Linked DNA regions of Mus musculus: all the other regions are linked to region 1. The links are chromatin contacts, called in public promoter capture Hi-C maps. All regions are on one chromosome and are shown on one strand. The core of a region is the stretch at or near the end of the contact, and the rest is flanking DNA. Distances in the headings are between cores, read along the strand shown.

Region 1 (4,515 bases), core at 1,147-3,646:
GGAAGAAGAGGAAGAGGAAGAAGAAACACCAAGCTATGTTATCCCCTTACTGCAACTAAGGGCCAGAGAGGAAGAAACTCAGCTTTTCATGCTCCGGACTTAGCACCCCAAACCGACACTCCCCAGGACTGATCTCTGTCTACAACCCAATACTGCTTTATTCTCAGAGGCTAACTGGGAGGGTGGGGGGACTCATTACACCATACCAAAACTCTACCACGTCAGTAATATCCCCATTTTCTGTATGGGTGAACAAACTTCAGGACCTTTCTAATTCTCACAGGCCACAAGGGGTAAACCCTGTCTAAAATATCAAGAGAGAAGAAATTTTACCTCTAGTTTCTTCTAAAGATGCAATTACCCTTCAACCTTTGGAGACTGGCTTCCTACCCCCACCCCACAGACACACTCCACAGTGTAACTCCCTAAAATATACATTTTTTTTGTATGTTAGATGAATGGTACTCTTCTTTTTATTGTTAAGTATTGTTCCATAGTAGGTACATACCAAAACACTGAGTCATTTAACCATAGCTCACTCCTCAAGAGGACATGTGTGAATTGTCCCAATCCCACAGCCAAATGGGTTTAAATATTGTATAGGGGTTTCTGTATTTCATTCTCTCCATACATGTCAGTAAAGTTTTTAACCAAAAATACAGAATAGCCTGGCATAGTGGCACACACCTTTAATCCCAGGATTCCAGGAGAGAGACATGAGATCTCTCTGAGTTCGAGGCCACCCAGGTCTACAGAGTGAGTTCCAGGACTACAGAGAAAAATCCTGTCTTAAAAAAAACAAAAAACAAAAACAAAAAAAACCAAAACAAAACAAAACAAAAGAAAAGAAAAACAAAAGACAGGAGTAGTGAGTGGTTCGTGTCTATAACTCCAGCACTTGAAAGACTGAGGCAGGAGGATTGCTTCAAGTTTAAGGTTACCTTAAAACCCTGTCTCAAAAAGACCAAAAAGAAAGAGGAAACTAAGCAAGAGAGAAGAGCTGACAGGGCCCTGACAGGACACACGTTTGCCTGGAATGGTGGTTCCCGCCCGCCTGGAAGGATAGAACACACAGGAGACTCATGACTTTAAGGCCTGGAATACACAACCCATCTCAAAACACTTGCCTGGCCAAAACCAATAAGCCACTCTTTCAAAGAAGTCTCCATTGCTTACACCTCGGAATGTGTTGTGAAGATATTCCAGGTGGGTTTTGTTTCACTTGAACAGGCATGTGGCCAAAGATGCAAATGGAAATCCTACAAAAACGTTCCCTCACCAACCCCCTTCCTCATGTAGCACCCTCCCCAAACCACCCCCTCCCCAAATCCCAGTGTCCTCTGACAGCTTCAGTGTCTGTGCTTCACTGGCCCTTTACTCCAGGTTCCAAACGTTTGACTGCAAGAAGCACAAAGCAACACACAGGACAATGGATTCCCGACCCTGAGTCAAAATCAGTTTTTGCTTAGGCCCCTTGCTCGCCCTTCCCGTCTACATAATGGACATGACCCCCTCCTCCGGAGGCTATGGGCGATTCAGAGTCGACATCAATACCTGATACTATTATAATCTGGTTCCTCTTTCCATTCCTTCTCCGATTCCCTAACCGCCCAGCCAAGCTCTTTCTCAGTTCACCTGACCACAAGTATTCCTCTTCTCCTCGCAGAGGGCGGTGGATAACCAGACCACCCTCCCCTTTCAAACAGCACATTTTATCTACTCCACCCTGCAAAAGGGAGACCGGCTCATCCTCCTGACCCAGTCGCCTGCGCTGGAGCCTGTCTAGGACAGCGCGGCAGCAAGCTGGGCTGCTACTACCATTCCCAGGGTGAATGACACCTAACGGTGTTTGGGGGAATGTCTTCCTACCGACGCCCTTGGAACTCTCGCAGCGGCCCAGAGCACTTGCGATGTACACTCCAGATTTAACAATCCCCAGGTATGAAATAGCTTCCCCGGCGGGGGAAAGCCAAAAAAGAGTTGCGAAGTTTTAGAGTCGCCTTCCCCGCGGGGGCCGCGCGACAGAGGCAGGGTGCGGGGGACCCGAGGGGTCCTCGAGTGGGCGGCGCAAGCTGGGACACGCACTCACCGTCCGTGCTCCTCTTCGCCTCGTGGTAGCGCGCCCACAGGTAGCTTTTCATGTCCACGGCAGCCGGGGCAGCCGGGGCAGAGCACAGGCGCCGAGCGCAGCCCGAGCGCGGTCGTTCTCGAGCCACGGCCCCGCCGCAACTCCGCAGCCCTGCCGCCGCCCTCGCCCCGGCCCCGCGGGCCGCCGCTGCCACCGTGGCCATGCTGCCTCTAAGCTGCCAGTGGCACGGATGGCCAGCGTCGCGAGGCTCCGGGACGCACGCCGGCAGTTCCTACGTCTGAGCAAGTGCCGGCGCGGCCCAAGAACCACCCACGGTGGGGCGGAGCCGGGGGCGAGGCTGGGGAGGTGGGCGGGTTCTAGAGGGAAGCAGGAGGCGGGGTCAAGGATTAGGCTAGGAGCTGCGGGATGGGTGGGGCCTGAGCTGGGTCAGGGGCGGGGCCTGGTTGGAAAGAGGAATGCCCCGGCTGAGTAAAGAATAGGGTCTAGAGAGAGAATGAGTTGGACCATCTCGATTGCGTCAGAGGCAGAGTCAGGGACCGAACCTGGGGAGACAGAGCCGGGGGCCTAGGCCAGTTAGAGGCTGGGTCAGGTGTGGGCCTGTGGAAATGGAGTGGGACGGAGTCTGGGTTGAGTCAAAGGCGGAGTCAAGGGCGAGGCCTTAGAGAAAGCGGGTTGGGCGTGGCCGGAGCTGCCAGGGCTCAGCGCCCGGTCGGCTGCGGTCACTTCCTGACCCGCGAGGCAGGAGGGGGCGGAGGGTGGTTGAAGTCACACGGGCTAGGATGACTCATCTCCGACCCTATCGCTGCCAGCAAGACTCTGCTCTACCTTCCTCTTGCCTTCCGTGGCGGGCCCCAATTCTGATTGCACTGATGAGTGTACGCACTATCCATCTCTGATCCCAGTCTCTGGAATGCGACCCACTCCGTGTCAAAGGCTTCTGCAGGTATCTCCTGGATCTCAGGTGCCTCTCTGAGACTGCCCTGAGGCTGAGCTTGGGCCTATCCAAGAGTTGCCCTTTAAAGAGTTGCTGGGCCGAGATTACACTCGAGGTCTAAAGTCGTCTGCAAGATCCTGCCCCTGAAGACTCCCGATAAATGTAAATTTCCTTAACAGTGCAGGCCTCTGGAAAGCCGGGTTCCCACCTCCAGAGAGGTCCTCCGGACATGATTAGCAGTCTCCTGCCCACGCTGGCAGCACGCTTGGTACCTGTTCCACTCACTTGCTTAACTGCACTTATTCCATGCCGCTCCTGCGGGACTTTCTATCACCAATTCAAGACCTACCTGAGAAACACTGGGCCCCAAGAAATTCCCAAAGTATCCCATGGTGACCACTGAGTAGGGGGGGGCGGTTATAGTGGGAATGGCTAGAATAATGAGAGGACAGACAAGGCACAGTGTGAGACAACCCCAAGCATTAGCGACTCAAGTTGTGGGCTGGAAGAGTCAGATGTTTTTGTGGAAGGTGATGACACTGGAGCTAGTCCCTGACTGATAATGAAAACCATTAATAGAAAGCTGGCTGTATATTTTATCGCATACACTCTTCCCAGCTGTCTTAAAAGGAACGTACCGCGTCTCTCCTTTAAACACAATGAAACCGAGGCACAACAGAGGTGAGATTGCTTGCCTATCGTCACAGAGCTGAGTCCCCTCTTCTGTTGGGTGGTAGGGAGGACGGTAGCTAGAAAGTAATCCTTAACTGTTACAGGTTAATGTTTTATGGATCAGTGATAAAATTGGAGGACAATAAAATGTGCAAATCGATATGCTATCAAATCCATGGGCTCTGGTCATTAAAAGCTTCCTTTATGACTTGAGGACATTTCACTTCCTATCTTTTCTTATTTTTACTAATAAAAAGTTTTGGTGATAACAATCATCAATTTTACTTAGGTGAATTTTTAAGTCAAAATATACTATAGAATTTTTTTTTAAATTACGATTGGTAAGAGTGCTTCTATATATTCTCTTAGACTATAGGACCCTGTGGAATCACGATTGTTGTACTTACCATAGAAACGTGGATCACTTGAAACCCACCCTTTGTAACTAAAACCAGATACAGCGTTATAAGAGAGTAAGAAAACTGAATCCCCAGACCTGGATAGTGACCACTCCTGCAGAGTTAAAAGAAAATATCTGATGAAAGAATCCAAAATAGGTGCTAGGGACCTGGCGTAGTCTGTTAAGAGCTTGCGAGCACGCGCCAGCACTGCTATAAAAAAATGACAGCCAGTTCCTATGGCCTCAGCACAAAGAACGGAGAGACAGGAAGCCCCCTGGTGCTCACTGACTACTAGGCGAATAGAATCCCCGAGCTCCAGGTTTCAGTGAGATCTCAAAAAATAAGGGGGAAAGCACGAGAACACTGACATCGACCTCTGACCTACACACAAACACGTGTGTGCACACTTGTACCACACA
Region 2 (4,515 bases), core at 843-3,342, 3.0 Mb before region 1:
TGAGAGAGCAATTCCACCACTGAGCTTCGTCCCCACGCCCTCATTTACTTCTTTTATTTGTTTGTTTGTTTGTTTGGTGTCAAGACAGAATTTCTCTGTGTAGCCCTGGCTGTCTTGGAACTAGCTCTTTAGACCAGGCTGGCCTCGAACTCAGAGATCCAGCTGCTCCATCCTCTTCCCCACCAGTGCTGGGATTAAAGGTGTGCACCAGTACTGCCTGACCCTAATTAACTTTTTAATATATATCAGTAGAGATTATCAATAGAATACTCTGCCTGATTTGAAGGAGTTTGATGGTTAGGCAGGTTGACAGAAGGTGCATGAAGCCCTGGGGTTTTGTCCTCAGTACCAGACAATCCAGGCAAGGTTGCGCAGGCCTGTAATTCCAGAACTCCTGCAGGCGGAGACAGGAGGATCCCAAGTTCAAGAGCGCCCTTCTATATAGTAAATTTGAAGCCAGCCTGGGCTATGTTAAACCCTATCTCAAAATAAATATTAAGCAAACTAAAAAAAATGATAACAGTATCTATTGACAGGTAGGTGCTTGACTTCTAACACTAATATTAAACCATTCTATAACATAGTGAGAGTCATATTAGTTTATTTTATAATTTAGATAACCCAAGGGTCATTAAGTTGCTTAAACATTTTTTTCTTTTTTCTTTTTTTTTCTTTTTTCTTTTTTTTTTTTTTTTTTTTTTTTTTGAGACAGGGTTTCTCTGTATAGCCCTGGCTGTCCTGGAACTCACTTGTAGACCAGGCTGGCCTTGAACTCAGAAATCTGCCTGCCTCTGCCTCCCAAGTGCTGGGATTAAAGATGTCCGCCACCACCGCCCGGCTTAGTTTAAACATTTTTTTTAAGATTTATTTATTATTATACATAAGTACACTGTAGCTGACTTCAGATGCACCAGAAGAGGGTATCAGATCTCATTACAGGTGATTGTGAGCCACTATGTGGTTGCTGGGATTTGAACTCAGGACCTTCGGACGAGCAGTCAGTGCTCTTATCCTCTGAGCCGTCTCTCCAGCCCGCTTATATGTTTTTAATGTCATAGTCACAGTTTAAAATTAGAAGGCCACACTCTCATCTCTTTATCTCCTGGAGTTTTAAACACTAGTTAATACGTGTAAAGAAAGTGAAACAGCTTACTCTCTCTTTTTTTTTTTTTTTTTTGTTTTGGTTTTGGTTTTTTTGAGACAGGGTTTCTCTGTGTAGCTAACTTACTCTTAAGCATGGCTGTGTATTCATTTATATCAGATTCATTACCCGAGATTATTTTGTAGCAGAGTCTACATTCCAATCAAAACATTTTGAGAGAGACTCTCTGTATCGTGTATGTCTGGCTGTCCTACGTAAACCAGGCTGGTTTTGAACACCCAGAGAGCCACCTCCCTCTGTCTCCCGAGTGCTGGGATTAAAGGCGTGTACCATTACGCTCAACTCCAAAACTTTTTCTTAACATTATGAAACACAAGCTCTCCGTTGTACAGAAACACCCAGGAACGATATCTAATTCCAGGAGTCAGAGCAGACAAGGAACATGTCAGATGTCAAGAAGTCCTTTGTAGATAGGATACATAAATAAGTAGCGGAGAACAAGCAGGGGGATTCGTTGGGGAATGTGCAAATAAGTTAAAGCACAACGCAGATAACAACACAGCCCATACATAATTTATTGTGACCAAATTCTATAACCTGATGACGAGTGCCAAGAAATGAAGGTGAGGCTGAAGAGACTTCGTATCCAGTTCCACGATGCGTATGGTTTCATACTCAATTCTTCAAGGCTCGGAGTGTCTTAACAACTCTAATCAGATACACGCACACGCAGCCCACCAAAGGGCTCACAAAAAGCTTCCACTCGCCAATGTGCGCAGTAAAGAAAATCAAAAGAAATAAAGTACTTAGCAGTTTCTACTACGGAATGTCGCTGCCACCGAAAATCGATGCATTTGAAAACTGGATACAAGCACAGGAAGGGCTGCTCCGCTGCTCGACTTCTGGCGTACTCCGTTGTCAGGGTAACCGGAAGTTTACGCCACGGCCACGCCCCCATCGACCATAGAGTACCGGAAGAAGCCTGAGCAGAGGAGATTCAAACAGTGGGAAAGCGACTCCGCTGCAGCGTGGTGCGTGCCGAAATGACGACCCTAGTTCTGGATAATGGAGCTTACAACGCCAAAATCGGTTACAGCCATGACAGTGTCTCGTAAGTGGTCGTCGTTCCCGAGGGACAGGACACGTACGCCTTTTAACTTGACAGACTATGCTTTCCGATTTGCGTGATCCACAGACGCCATCGCGCGCCTCCAGCCTCAGTCGGGGGATGCTCAGTTTCGAGCTGGGTTCGTTGGTTGGTTTGATGCTTTGAACTGAAATTGACTTTGATTTTTTGTTTGAGGCCGCGGGGCTGCGGAAGTGAATGTATGTTCCGTTTGGTAACGGGAAATAGGCTTCTCGAGATTGACTGAGGAGACTAAAGTTTATGAAATTTCAGAAATAGTGGGCAACGTTTCGCCTTTAGGGGAACACGATTATAGGTTTTCATCGGATCCTCAAAAGGTTCAATGCCCCCCAACCTCCCAAATAGTAAAACCCACTTCATTAGAGTCCAGGGAGTTTGAAGGCATTGGGGAACCAAGTTGAATAACCTGGTTGGTAAAGTCAGGAACGCTACGGTGGCATCTTAAGATGTGTTTTATAAAATGTATGTTTGAATAAATAGTAGACTTTCACAGTGCTAGAACTGAAATCTAGGACTTTGCGTAGGTAATTAGTACCTTCCCACAGAGCTACACCCCCTGCTGCCTTGCAGCACAGCGTGTAATCCAGGATGACCTTGAATTTAAGATCCTCCTGCCTCCACCTCCTGGTTGCTAGGATTACAGCTGAGGGCCACTACTTCAGAACTCAGTGGGCATTTGACTGAATTTTTTTTTTTTAATGCTATGTTGAACTCTTGCACGGTGGACAAGCACAACATTACTTCTTAGCCCAGCCCATATGACCAGATTCTCATATGACCAGATTCTCACAGCTTTAGTGGTGATGGAAGCCATTTATATATAAGGCTTCCACATAAGTTTTTTTTTTCCTCATTAAGAACTAGGTACATGGGGCTGGAGAAATGGCTAACCCGCTCATTCTGCTCTTCTAGAGGGCCTACGTTCAATTCCCAGCACCTACATGGCCGCTAACAACTGTCTGTAACTCCTCTCTTTCTCTCTCTCTCTCTCTCCCTCTCTCTCTCTCTCTCTCTCTCTCTCTCTCTCTCCCTCTCTCTCTCTCTCTCACATACACACACACACACACACACGGTGCACAGACATACACGCAGGAAAAATACCTGTGCACATAAATACATAAATAAACAGATGCATGTAAATACATATAGAACCAGATTTTCTGTTTTGTTTTTAATGTGCTGGAGAATGAATTATGGGCCTAGGACATGTTAGGAAAGTGCTGTGCTACTGAACTATATAGCCTCCAAGCCCCTGTGGTTCTTTATTGAGATAAGGTCTTACGCAGTGGCCCAGCTGGGCATTGTGTATCCTAAACTGGCCTCAAACTCATGAGAGTCCTCCTGTCTCAGCCTCCTGAGTGCTGGAATTGTAAGCATAACCCATCATTCCTGGCCCCCTGATCTCGTTAAAGACAAATCAAGGCCCACAGCCAGACTTTACACAGAGAGTGAGAGACCTCGGAACATTCAGCTCTAAATGGTTTGTCTCCAGCAAATCCGTCCCCTCAGAGCCAGAGGGGACGGAGGACAGCAAGATAACCAGGCCTTCTAAATCAACATGAGCAAAGGTCATGAGTCCTCAGAGACTGAAGCCCTGTGCACACGGCCTGCACAGCTCTGCATCAGGTCCTGTGTGCTTATACTCTAGCTTCCAGTTTAGTGTGTTTCTGGGACTCCTGAGCGTGTGAATGAGTGGGTCTCTGATTCTTGTGCCTTCTTGTGGGCTCTTTTCCTTCTCTTTTGTCTTGTCCAGCTTCAATGTGATAGTTTTCACTTTGTCTTTTATTTTGCTATATTCTTTTAAGAAATGAATGAATGAATGAATGAATGAAAACCTAGCCACTAAGAGTAAGAGTTAACTGAATTATCATTTGTACCTGCTGGGAGACGGAAAGTAAGTTTCCTCCAGTTGAGTGAAGCTGGGTATATCACTCACTCCACAACAGGCTTCATGATCAAGTGCAGTTGATCAAAATATAATGGACTTCACAGAGTTGTTGAAGGGAAGCAAGGTAAATAGTCAAGGGTAGCAAACCAGCTAAGTATATTAGAACACGGGACAGCTTCTTTTAACTGTGACGTTAGGATCAAACCTAGGACCTTAAGCCTGTGCTTTACAACTGAGCCACACCAGTTTCTTCTAAGAGGCAGCATCTCATAATATCGTACAGTGTCGCACAGGCCAGTTTCCAGCTCCTGCCTCCAGTGATGGTCTTTTCCTCAGGTGCCCAAATATCTGGGATTACAGGCAATATAACACTGAGCC
Region 3 (4,515 bases), core at 743-3,242, 2.9 Mb before region 1:
GGGATGCAGCCATATTTCATTAATGGTTACAACCTTTACTGCATTTCTTTCATCAAATCGTCACAGAATCAAGAACATACTGGGTGCCTAAAGAAGGTATGTAGAGAAGGAAGAAGAACTGGAAGAGACTCCAAGGAAGACTAATATTTAGAGCAGAGATACTTAAATGCTTGGCATTCGCAGCCCTTCTTCACCAGAGGAAGCAAAAGTGCCTGTGCTGTATGTGAAGAGGAAAGTTCGCTTACACCTCCTGCCTACCTCACTTAAAGCTTGCTCTGCCTCTTGACCTACCGATGACTTAATGTAATCCTGTTTACAATAAACAGAAAGCTCTTGGATTAAAGGTATGTGCTAGGACTGAGCCATACCACAACTAGAAACAGGTTTTTCTTTTTTTCTTTTTCTTTCTTTCTTTTTCTTTTTCCTTTTCAGCAAGTAACACAATCTCAGAGGTTCACAGTGTGTTCAAATATCCTGTGATAGCTATTCTCACATGGTCTGCAAAGGATTAGGTTTGCTCACTAGGATTCTGTCAAAATGTTTAATTCAGTGTTTCTTGGTGCGTTGGCAACCTTGTACAATCACTGCTATCATCTAACCCCAGGCCATTTTATCACTCCAAAAAAGAGACTCATGTTTAGTAGAGATAAACTAGTTCCTCCTACCCCAGTAAAATATGAAATTAAAGCATGTAAGAAAGAAAAAGTTGAAATATAGAGAACATGATTTCTAGATGTTTTGTGTGCAGAATACAAGAATCTAAGCCTTTCCTTTCTTGACCACGAAGAACTAGAAGTAACATTACCAACACATAACTTATAAGATGCTCTTGGCAAAAGGACAGAAATAAAAGTCCACCCTTCTGGGGCTGGAAAGAGAAGGCTCAGCTAGTGAGATGATAACTTTCTAAGCATGCAGATCTAAGTTGGATCTCCTGAACATACATTAAAAAGCCAGGCTTGGTGGTGGGTGCTCCTAATTTCACAGCTGAAGAGATAAGAGAAAGGCAAAGCACCAGGTTCTATTTAGAGACCTTGTCTCAAAAACATGGACAGCTCCCCAGGAACAACTCCTAAGGCTAACCTCTAGCCTCGAGCTTTTCTGGCGTGTGTACATACAGCTGTACCTACACAAACATGTAAACACACCACACAAACATGTACACACACATACACACACACCCCATAATCCTCTTCCCTCTTCTCTTCCTCCCCCTCCTCCAATTCTTCTTGTAATAGAATCTACCCTATTACCCATCTTAAGACATTTTAACCTGAACCAGGGACAGAGCAGAGACAGGAGAGGCAGGGTTAGGGTTAGTTAGGGTGGTAGTAGTCCTACTACTATGTACGGGTTACTTGGATGGATAGCAGGGAGACAGAGGCTGTGCCCAGTTTCACCTAGGTATATTTTTCAGAACAATTTACTTCTTTCATTAAGCACGTAAGATAAATAATCTTTGTTGCTCTAATTGTGGAACTGTGGCACCGGGGTTATCTGAGAATGTCTTAGAAACGCAGAGCATCCGATCCTACTTGTGCAGCAGAATCTGCACTTTAACACGGCCCTGTGTGAGAAGCACGGCTTTTCTAGGTTCTAAGGTCACTTAGCAGAAAGTCAGAGAAAGCTGAGTCCTATGTAATCAGTCACTAGACCAGCAAGGGCAGGTGGCCTGGGAAACAGAAAAGGGGAGGGGCCTCACAACCAGAGCTGCAGTGTCCAGCCATCAAGTCACTGTCAGTCATCTCCAATATACATTTGGTTACCTGTCCTCATTATCTTGGAGAATCCCCTTCTATGGTTCCAGAAACTCGGGCTTCCTAGCCTGGGGCCCCGGAAAGCTGGTCTTGCCCGCGAAGACTAGTGATCAGAGTCACAGGTACGGCTGTCAGCAGAGGCCCGGGCTGGCTCCACCCCCGCCCCGGGAGCCCCGCCTCACTCCGCCTCGGGGAGGGCGGAGGGAAGCCAAGCCTTACCCTTCCGAACCGCCCGGAAGTGACGTCATGCAGGAGCGGGCAGGTCTTTCGGTGCTCTTCCCCCTACCGTGCTCTTCTTCCCTAGTCCCTTCCCTCCCTTCCCCCTTTACTCCTCGATCTCGGGGTTCTGCGGACTCGGGGGTGACGGAGGAGATGGAGTAAGCGTTCGGTGGCGGCCAGGAGCGCGGCCCGAGCAGTCACAGCCCGGAGGCATTGAGGGAGCCGGCGGGGGACCGGCCCCAGCACCGCCCCTCCAGGTAGCCGGCTGCGAGGTGAGTGACCTGTCTCGGGCACCGGGCGACCTGGGTCTGCGGCCAGCTTGCGGGCTACGGGTCTCCCCGGGCCTCCCGGCTGCTACTGTTGCCTAGTGACGGGCCGGGTCGGGCGGGCTGGCGGTGGGTGGCCCGGGAAGCCGGATCCAGGTAGCGAGAAGCGGGAGGGAGCGGATCTCAGAGGCCGGTGACTCTGGGCGAGGCCTTCGGGCGACGGGAGCCCCGCTGCCTGGGTCATTCTGCTGCTGGGAGAGTCCCCAGAGCTGGCGCAGGAGCTCGGGTTTCCGCCGTGGAGATCTCCGTATCCTTTTGGGAAATTGGACAGTGCTCCGGGACTGCTGAGACAGCCCCCCTCGTTTCTGATACTTGGTTCCGATAGCTGGGGTCACCGGCTAAGGCCCTGCACTTCGGACGCCTTTCTCTGATGGTAGTTGTCTTTCTGGACTGGACGGTTATTGTGTGTGTGAGGTGGGTGGGGCAGATAAGGTTTGAGAGAAAGAAATCCCCATGGGGGCTCCAGTGCGCCTGTTTAAGCTACAGAAAAAGGTTTAGACAGATAAAGCTTGCAGAAACTTCTTGGGATTCGCATGGACGCGTTACCTGTGATCAGTAATTAAGGACACACAGTGTTTCCCTTTCTCAACAGGATTGAAGAGACTCCAGACCAGCTCCTTAAAGTGATTTTGATTGTAAATTATCAGCTAGAGGTTTTTCTTTGCACATCAAAACCAGGGATTGTGTGATGACACTTTGAAACGCCGTATTTAAGTTTTCTGAGTCGTGCGCCTCTGTTCAGAGAAAGCAATTTAACAAAGATGCTGTAAGTCAGTCAGCCATTACAAAACCCAAGCAGTTCTGGTGTTTGCTTGGAAGATTCTTTTTCGACTTTGAAGGCTTTCCCCTCCTTAATAAAGGTTGGAGGAGAAGGGGATTGTGGTTATGCAAAGGAAAGGAGCCTAACTGAACACATAGAGCTTTATTCTGTTCAGATATACCTACGCACATGTGAAGATCATTCATTTTGTCTGTCAGAGACGATTACATATGTAATACAGATGTGTTGTAATTCCATACAGTAGGACATTGCTATACAAATACATTCTATATTTGGGAATTAAATCATGTTGACATAGTTGAAATTTGTGATTTATCCTCTCAAAAAAAAAAAACCAAAAAACCAAAAAAACTCCCCAAAACCAGGTCCTCGTACATGTTTTGATCCTATTTTATAGGAGTTGAAATTTGTTAAGTTCTTATTATTCCTCATTCGACATCTTTTATGAGGTCCTATTGATGTTTGCCTTTTAAATATTGAATCTTCATCTTCAGCACCACCTCCTTGTTGCAGTCACATTGGTCTCTTGCATCTAGAGGGCTTGACACCTGTGGTCTCTGTGCTGGGATGGACATCTCATAATATAGATCTGATCACAATGGCTTTACCTTTTGGAGTAACTGAAATTCTTTTTTTGTTGTTTTTGTTTTTGCTTTTTTTGAGACAAAATTTCATTGTATGGCCTTGGCTGTCCTGGAACTCTCTTTGTAGACCAGGCTGGCCTTGAACTCACAAAGGCCTCTGCCTCACAGAGCCTAACTGAAATTCTTGATGTCTCTGTAAGGCCCTCTTGTCTGTTGGTCTAGCTTCATCTCTACAGTACCTTTGGCATTCTTTTCTTTCCCGGTCGCCACATCCATTGTCTATCTTTCTGTTCCTCCTCCAGGCACATGGCTCTTGGTCATACTTCCTGGACGTGTCCACAAGAGCCCGGAAATGTTGTTCTTTCATATGCTCCAGGTTAATGCCTGCTTATCATTCAGTTCACTTCAGTAGTCTTTGATCAGTATAGATTCTCCTTATTAAGTGTTCTCCACTGCAGCTCTCATAGTTACATTCATCACTTCCTGATACCGTCCGTGTGCCTGTTTGTTAACTGAGTGAACTCACTGAGCGCTGGCTAGATGCGCCAGAAATGTACTGAGTATTCTAGATGGATCATCATCTTTAATCGCTACCACAATCACTAGGAAGTACTGGTGACTCCCTCCCTTCTCATAGATGAGAAATTGTTAGGTGTGTTAGTAAGGTTCTCTAAAACAGAATCAGTATATATTATATTAGAAGAAGACTATTAGGTTAGCTTCTGCAGTAGGGGCCAGGCGGTCCAGTATTGACCATCTGCATGCTGGAGTGGCTAATCTGGCTACTGCTCAGTTCCAGAGGCTGCATGCCTCTGTAGGCCCAGTCTGCTGTGGAAGGCTTGGAGTAT

The links. Capture Hi-C pulls out chosen DNA fragments and counts their contacts.
Region 2: a promoter capture Hi-C map of adipose tissue shows a contact between it and region 1, with 4 times the contacts expected there. The contact joins the promoter of Actr6 here to the promoter of Nt5dc3 in region 1. A contact is called at or near these places in 3 of 39 promoter capture datasets (the C10 cell line, liver and pre-B cells), 2 of 484 Hi-C or Micro-C datasets (CD4 T cells and uterus) and 2 of 9 other capture datasets (adipose tissue and liver).
Region 3: a promoter capture Hi-C map of liver shows a contact between it and region 1, with 4 times the contacts expected there. The contact joins the promoter of Scyl2 here to the promoter of Nt5dc3 in region 1. A contact is called at or near these places in 1 of 39 promoter capture datasets (pre-B cells) and 1 of 9 other capture datasets (liver).

The regions. Positions count from the first base shown.
Region 1 is chr10:86,776,886-86,781,400 of GRCm38.p6, reverse strand. It overlaps Nt5dc3 (5'-nucleotidase domain containing 3), which reads right to left and starts at 2,396. Exons shown (of 14, transcript NM_175331.3): 1 at 2,090-2,396. The coding sequence starts at 2,291.
Region 2 is chr10:89,729,872-89,734,386 of GRCm38.p6, reverse strand. It overlaps Actr6 (ARP6 actin-related protein 6), which reads left to right and starts at 2,092. Exons shown (of 11, transcript NM_025914.3): 1 at 2,092-2,213. The coding sequence starts at 2,146.
Region 3 is chr10:89,683,771-89,688,285 of GRCm38.p6, reverse strand. It overlaps Scyl2 (SCY1-like 2 (S. cerevisiae)), which reads left to right and starts at 1,992. Exons shown (of 18, transcript NM_198021.3): 1 at 1,992-2,248. 1500026H17Rik (RIKEN cDNA 1500026H17 gene) reads right to left here and starts at 1,923. Exons shown (of 3, transcript NR_130956.1): 1 at 1,767-1,923.